Linked DNA regions of Mus musculus: region 1 is linked to region 2. The links are chromatin contacts, called in public HiChIP or PLAC-seq maps. All regions are on one chromosome and are shown on one strand. The core of a region is the stretch at or near the end of the contact, and the rest is flanking DNA. Distances in the headings are between cores, read along the strand shown.

Region 1 (3,405 bases), core at 740-3,239, 130 kb before region 2:
TTATGTTCTGAATGCCCAAGCATGCTGGTCATTTTTGGGCACTATTCCAGGTACTATAGGTATGCATGACCAAAAGATGTATACCATGTAATTCGGAAATAAAATTCAAAATTGCTGGCAGAAAGCAGCATCTAAAAATAGGAGACTTAAAAATACATGACCATACACTTTGACCTGGCTATGCCAATTTTAGAAAAGATCTCTAAGGAAATAATTAGAGATGTGTTGAGAGACTTGGCCAGAAGGCATTTAACTAAACATTTCTTATTTTAGAAAAAAAAAAAAAATTAACCAATCCAGTTGTCTCCATCCTGGGTTAGACTCACACAGTAGAACACTATGCAGCTCCCTCAAATGACAGACAGATTTTGATATTTATAGACAGTGAAAATGTTTTCATGGTGGTGCGTGAACCTAGCGATGAGTCACACAAACAGAGGAAAGCGCTGTGCTGGCTTTATCCGCAGGTCCGTGCGGACTGCGGTGAGACAGTGAGACTGAAAGGTGTGCTAACTCACCGTTTCTTGACTTGAGGTCTCTGTGGATCACCTTGACAGGAGCTTCCATGTGTAAGTAATGCATCCCTTTTGTAAGGAGGGAGAGAGCGTTAGTGGTTAGTGGTACGGCATCAGTAAGACCACTCAGAAATCCATACCAGGAAAACAAATCTGTATGTTCTGCTCTTCCATGCGTGATAAAAGAAAAATCGCATATGTCTACATTAGTAACAATATCTTTAGCTAAGCTGATACAGGACCTCACTTCTTACAGTAGCTAACAAGGACACCGTGATTTTCTCAAACTCATGCACAGAGCACAGATTGACCATAATGGCCCCTGAGCATCCACTACCAAGTGCATGTGCTGTCCGCCCAGGCTTAGGCTCTGTGGTGCTCAACTTGGATATCTGTGGCCACTGAGCTAGCTGCAGCACTGTCACTTTTCCGCCGGGCCTGGGAGAGGACAGAACTGTGTGGTGTGCAGCTGGTCCACTGATGAGCAAAGGCATTGCGATCCTCTAATAGATGTGCAATACTTACAAAACATTTTTTCTTCTCAGAAGAATAAAATGCCAAATTTACTCTGATAAATGTATGATATGAGTTAATGTACTCTATCTACTGGGTGCATCAGATGTAGATAATTCTATTGATTTGAATGAGAAACTATACTTTAAGATATATTTCATGGTTACTCCTTAAAAGTGTTCAGTCTTTTCTGTTCCAGGCAAAGACAGAATATAGGAAAAACATATTTCTACGCAGTACTTCCTTTCATCTCATGTCCTCTTTCTCAAACAGTGGAGGGAACAGTCCTTCCTCACACCAAAGCCAACAGGATCCCCATTGTTTTTTATGAGATGCCCACCAAAGTAATTTAGTAAGTGTCCTTGGTTTCTCTTTAAGTACATAGAACACTACAATTTTATGAGGAGAATTTATTAATAGCAACTCTCCCTCAACTACTCTGGTTATTATATATTGAGGAATCAAAAGAACAAAGAAAATAACAAAAAGGTTTTAACTCTTGTTACTTAATGATATCACTGAAGAGAGTCAAGTTAACAGAAGTAGTAGCAACTTAAATGACCTTAAGTGATGTAACTGGGATAAAGGGTCTCATTTAATAGCAAGTTCTCCATATTCAAGCTGTGCAGCTCAATGGCTGCTGCTTACATGGTACTTAGTAGTCTACGTGACTGAATTTCATAGTTATGTCTTCCTTGCTTTAAACTCAAATTTCCAAATAATTTTCAGGTATGGTCTATTTGACTATGACTTGAAGCAAGACTAGATGGTTTTTGTACTTGCTGACAAAGATTTCAAAAGGGAATATTCGACGATAAAACCTTACAATGTAGACACTGCCTGACTCTGAGTCAAATTATCAGAAGCAAAAGTACTATAAATTAATGGTGCGCGGTGAGTTGTACCCAGCTCTGAAAACTTGATGTGCATCTACGTGCTGTAATCACAAAATTCCATTCAATCTGTTTTTTATGGAGTCTTCTGCTTTGTTTTTATTTCAAACCACCGAGAAGAATTGAAAAATGCTCTCTCCTGCTTCAAGTATTTGTGAATTATTAATATCTGACCAGTCCCACTGTGGAGGTTTGGGAGAGCTTTGGACTGAGGTGGGACTCAAGCTGGCCTGCTTTAATTGTCTGCTGTATACAATTGCAGAAGTTCTTGCTTCCCTCCTCCCCCTCCTCATCAGGAAGAGGATCCTTGCAGCTTTGAGGGCAGCTCTCAACAGCAAAGACGTTGAGCAATACCTATTTCCAAACGCATGAGTCAAATCTCAGAATGAATTATTCATTCTCTAATGTCTCAACATATTATTGCTTCAGTGACTTCAATCACGGTCAAACCAGAAGCGTACAGGCTGGATTTGAAGGAGAAACAAGAGTCAAGTTTTCCTATTTAATGTTTATATGTCACTGGAGGGGAAAGGGTTGAAATCAGTCGTAAAGTCTTGATTCCTTTTTCCTTTTGCAGACCATCTGAGATAATTCCCACATATTACATATCACTTAGGAATATGAGCAAAAGGGCCCATTTTCTGAGGGCGAACACATAAGAATTTGTCGTAGGGAATTAGTTCTCTAATCAGGCAAGAGGGATCTCATTAGCTTTGTGGACTTTTGCTCTTCCAACCTTCCTTCTCCGGCAACTCTGCTTCCAATCTGCTACTCAAATCTGTTCCTTCTCCTCCCCACTCTTCTTTAGCAGAGAGGCAGCTCTCTTGGGAGAGTGACAGCGTTACTCTGGAGCCAAGAGGTTTGGCTCTCAGATAGGACCATGTGACAGTCGACAGAGTGGGTGCTGCAGCTAGAACAGGAACACTAAGGAATCGAGAGCACAGCTGGAAGCTGTCACTTGATTTGTTTGCTATCTATCCACCCTAAGTACCATTAAGTAATAACAGGAGTGTAATTAGCTGAGCACCCAAGACGTACGTCAGTAAAGAGCTGTGAGGGCTGTTTCCATCTGTGTAGGTGCGTTTCCACAATGCTCAGGCAACTGCCAGTGTCAGCATGTCTCTTTGCCTACTCACAGGTGCTCCATGTGGGCTATGGACACTCACAGGTGCTCCCTGTGTGCTATGGGCACTCACAGGTGCTCCCTGTGTCCTATGGTCCTGCAGAGACGTGACAGTGATATTACATGAAAGCATCTTAAGAACATGGAATGTTAAGACAAGTTTATGATGTCCGATGAATGAATTCATAGCTAAGTTCATCATCACAGCTCAAGAATTAACTATCCCATCCAACCATCTTACAGGTAGCGACTGGCAGCATTGGTTTAAAACTTAGTTTGCTTTCTTTTACTTTTCCTGTTTGAGGAATTTGGTGGGTGCTAGCTAATCTTTACCTTTGCCATGAAAGCAAAATATAAGCGG
Region 2 (3,282 bases), core at 477-2,976:
GGCTGAAATCAACCAAATAGAAACAAAAAGAACTATACAAAGAATCAACAAAACCAGGAGCTGGTTCTTTGAGAATAGCAACAAGATAGATAAATCCTTAGCCAGCCTAACCAGATTGCTCAGAGACAGTATCCAAATTATAAATTCAGAAATGAAAAGGGAGACCTAACAATGAAATATATCTTAAAATAATTATTGTTTGAAAATATTAAAATCATGTTCTACAAAATAAAAGTAAATAAATAATGTTTGAACAAAACATTTTTGCAGAAGGCTCATTGAATGGTTGCTTTGGCTGCTCATATTCAACTCAAAAAGTAGCCACGAGCCGTTCTTCATAGGTCGTGGCGGTGGGGAAATGCACTTTAGAGGAGTTATGGTGGATCGGCTCACACACGAGAAAGCAAGCAAGGATGTCACAATGCTAGGGTAGTGGCTCCCAGAACAAGGGCCGGCATCTCCACCTGCATCACTGGCCTTTGCCTTGTGTGGGTGACTTGGAGATAATAAATCCAGAGCGGCAGACCTGCTCCATTTGCAGCTTTGCTTATCATTCAAGGCAAGCCAGGAGATGACTTCCTGTCTCGGTTTTTTCTCCTGTGAATACAGGACTAAAGCACCTACCCCAGCTTTGCCTCTTTAATTTTGCTAAGCTCCAGACTGGGCCAAGAACTTAAAAGAAAATGCTGCAGCTTTTCTAAAGACAGCAAGCAAAACAGATGCTATTGTCTACCTCAGTGGCTCTCAACCTTCCTAATGCTGTGACCCTTTAATACAGTTCCTCACGTTGTGGGGACCTCCGACCATAACGTTATTCTGTTGCTACTTCACAACAATCATTGTATGAATTGTAATGTAAATATCTGATACGCAAGATTCCTGATATGTGACCCCCAAACGGATCGAGACCCAAAGGCTGAAAACCACTGGTCTAGAGGCTTCTGTCTATTCCTGTAGACTCAGGGTTAGGAAAGCCTAGAGTCTGTACTAACTGGGTTGAGTGAACAGGTTCATGGCGGGACAGCAGCCTCAGCACAGGGCTGAATATGGCTAAATAGTCAGCTGATTTGCAGGAAAGGCCAAGTCTACCTGTATAATACAGAGAGTCAGGAAGATAGGGGATACATTACAAAGGCAGAAACAAACAAACAAAACAAACTCCTGGGTGTTTTGAGAGCCTTTTCTGTGTTGCCTGCTCTGTTGTAAACTGACAGGCAGGTCCTCTCTTCCTTCCTGCTGCACTTGGCACCAGCAGGCTAAGGTGAAGAGAGAACAAGCTCTCTATGATGGGAAAGCTCACCCTGTCATAGTTTCCATAAGCCACTCATTCCAAACACATGAAGGCATCTGCTCACTGCACAGAGGCCGCCTGACCGCGCCGCTAGGGAAAGTGGCCGCACCAAACCTGTCTTCAAACAGCCAGCTTTCCCAAAAGGCAAGGCAAGCAGCTCCTGGATTCAAAGGATCTGGTATTCTATTGTCTCCTCGAAATCTGGCAAAACAACTCAAGGCATTTGGCAAGCTGGCTTCTATAAAACACCAAGCCGCTTTCCCTTCTTTGTTTAGCTCTGGAAATCAAGAGAGTGTGTGGGATCTGAACTGTTTGGCTCAAGAAAACGCCTGGCTGGGGTCGCTCATTCTCCTAACCTCCCCGAGCTCGGGCTCTGCATTTAGAAAGGGAAGGAGTCTCGCAGCACAAGCCACATTTAGCTTTTTTATTTTTAGCACTGTGGTGATACCAAAAACATGGAAGTAAACAGGAGGTTGTCAAGCATATCTAAATAGCAGGAGAAGATTAAATTCATGTCAGGGAGAAACCTAACTGGCCCCTGCAGTAAATAAATTGTTTCCCAAGAAGTGCTTTTAAATAGAATATTTATAAGATGTTTGCTTTCTCTGATGTGCATGGAGATGATTTCCTAGTGCCAGGTTAGCTGGCCTGTATGCGTTTTACTGATTTTATTCTGCCTGAGCTGTGAGCTGTTGTTCCAGCATGTTCTACTGCCCTCTACTGGTGAGAACGTGTTATGTGCCACATCGGCTTCCAGAGCCTTGCAACCAAAGTTTCTAAAGGAACTTTTGTTGACTTCAATAGCATTCTTCAAAGGGGGGTGGGGGTGGGGGAAATCTGAAGAGTTCAGAGCAAAACACACCCCCCCCTTTGACTCCAGCATCAGTACTACAAGATGTTAATTTATATATTGATGTTAACTATTAAAAAGCTAGAAGACATTCTTCTCTTTCAAGAATTCAACTGCTGGTTGTTCTTACACCCGTTTCTCTTTGTAAGGTGTTTTCCATGAGAACAGAGTTCAGGGACATTTTTATTCTTTCTCCAAAGTTAAAGACACTTACTGAGCCGCTATCTTGATAAATTTTTTCAAAAGCTGAACACGTTTGCTGAGCTGGGAACAAAGGCAGACCTCAGTGACAACCCAAAACTGAATTTCATTAAACCTCCTCAGGAACAAATCCAAGTTTGCCGTGGTCTTTTTAAAATTATGCCTTCCAAATGTGTGGTAGATTAGCTCCAGCTAGAACAGAAAGGAAAACAATTTTACTTATTTGTTGGCTTTTAAATCAAAACGCCAGCCTGGCTCCTCCGTTTGTCAGGAAAGTGTTCTATCAAGCAGCAGATGTGAATTCAATCGCTAACCCGGATGTACCTTGTCATATAGATTTGAAGGGCTTTCATGAAGCTTGTGGAATATATAAATATAAACTAGGTGTTATTGGCTTAATAGACTCTGGAAGACATAGCATAGCATCACAGAGATTTTTTTTTTCTTTAATACTTACGGGTTTTATAAGCTCAGCATGCACAAAACCCATCATGTGGTTTCCATATGGTAGCACACGGAAACATGAGTGGCGTCAGGCCAGCAGGCTTCACTCAGAATCCTATGGAGCCCATGGACGCTCCTTGCTGGGCGTCTTACCTCATGCACACAGTTGAAGAGTTCCCAATCGTAGGTTGTCATCTGGTACGCCAGGTCTTTCGAGCTCATCAGCTCAAATGTTCCCACTGTCCCAGTGGTCGGGCCTTCCTGTTCCGGCAAGGGAGTCTGGGAAAGATTGTGAAAAAACTGGATCAGAACCACAAAGGGACCAGTACTCAGTGCCCAACGCTTTCGGGAGTTTTTGGTGTTGGAAAGGATTTGGGGGATAGTGTTGGGCATGTTTTGAAATGTCGGTTTTGAGGTGAAGAGTGTCTTTGCTGCTTGTTGTACTTGCCTGGAGGCCATCTTTGTTGTTAGCATCCTCAACCATCCCCAGTTACCA

Evidence for each region. HiChIP or PLAC-seq counts read pairs in DNA pulled down with a chosen protein or histone mark.
Region 1: a contact with region 2 is called in an H3K27ac HiChIP or PLAC-seq map of heart atrium, with 16 read pairs. The contact joins two enhancer-like sites. A contact is called at or near these places in 3 of 39 promoter capture datasets (the C10 cell line, embryonic stem cells and liver), 3 of 484 Hi-C or Micro-C datasets (erythroblasts, nephron progenitors and olfactory sensory neurons), 3 of 115 datasets of contacts at active chromatin or transcription factors (bone marrow-derived macrophages, heart atrium and microglia) and 2 of 9 other capture datasets (adipose tissue and liver).

What each region holds. Positions count from the first base shown.
Region 1 is chr2:72,365,580-72,368,984 of GRCm38.p6, reverse strand. Map3k20 (mitogen-activated protein kinase kinase kinase 20) reads right to left here. Exons shown (of 20, transcript NM_023057.5): 5 at 519-584. Among named protein-coding and RNA genes, the nearest start is that of Gm52556, 16 kb to the right of the region's middle. Within about 2 kb of position 1,989, at least 72 of the 459 cell types and tissues checked have an H3K27ac peak or open chromatin away from gene starts, as enhancers often do. A contact at or near this core is called in adipose tissue, bone marrow-derived macrophages and heart atrium, where this site is marked.
Region 2 is chr2:72,233,860-72,237,141 of GRCm38.p6, reverse strand. It overlaps Rapgef4 (Rap guanine nucleotide exchange factor (GEF) 4), which reads right to left. Exons shown (of 31, transcript NM_001204165.1): 24 at 2,940-3,065; 25 at 2,356-2,534. Among named protein-coding and RNA genes, the nearest start is that of Map3k20, 50 kb to the left of the region's middle. Within about 2 kb of position 1,726, at least 65 of the 459 cell types and tissues checked have an H3K27ac peak or open chromatin away from gene starts, as enhancers often do. A contact at or near this core is called in adipose tissue, bone marrow-derived macrophages and heart atrium, where this site is marked.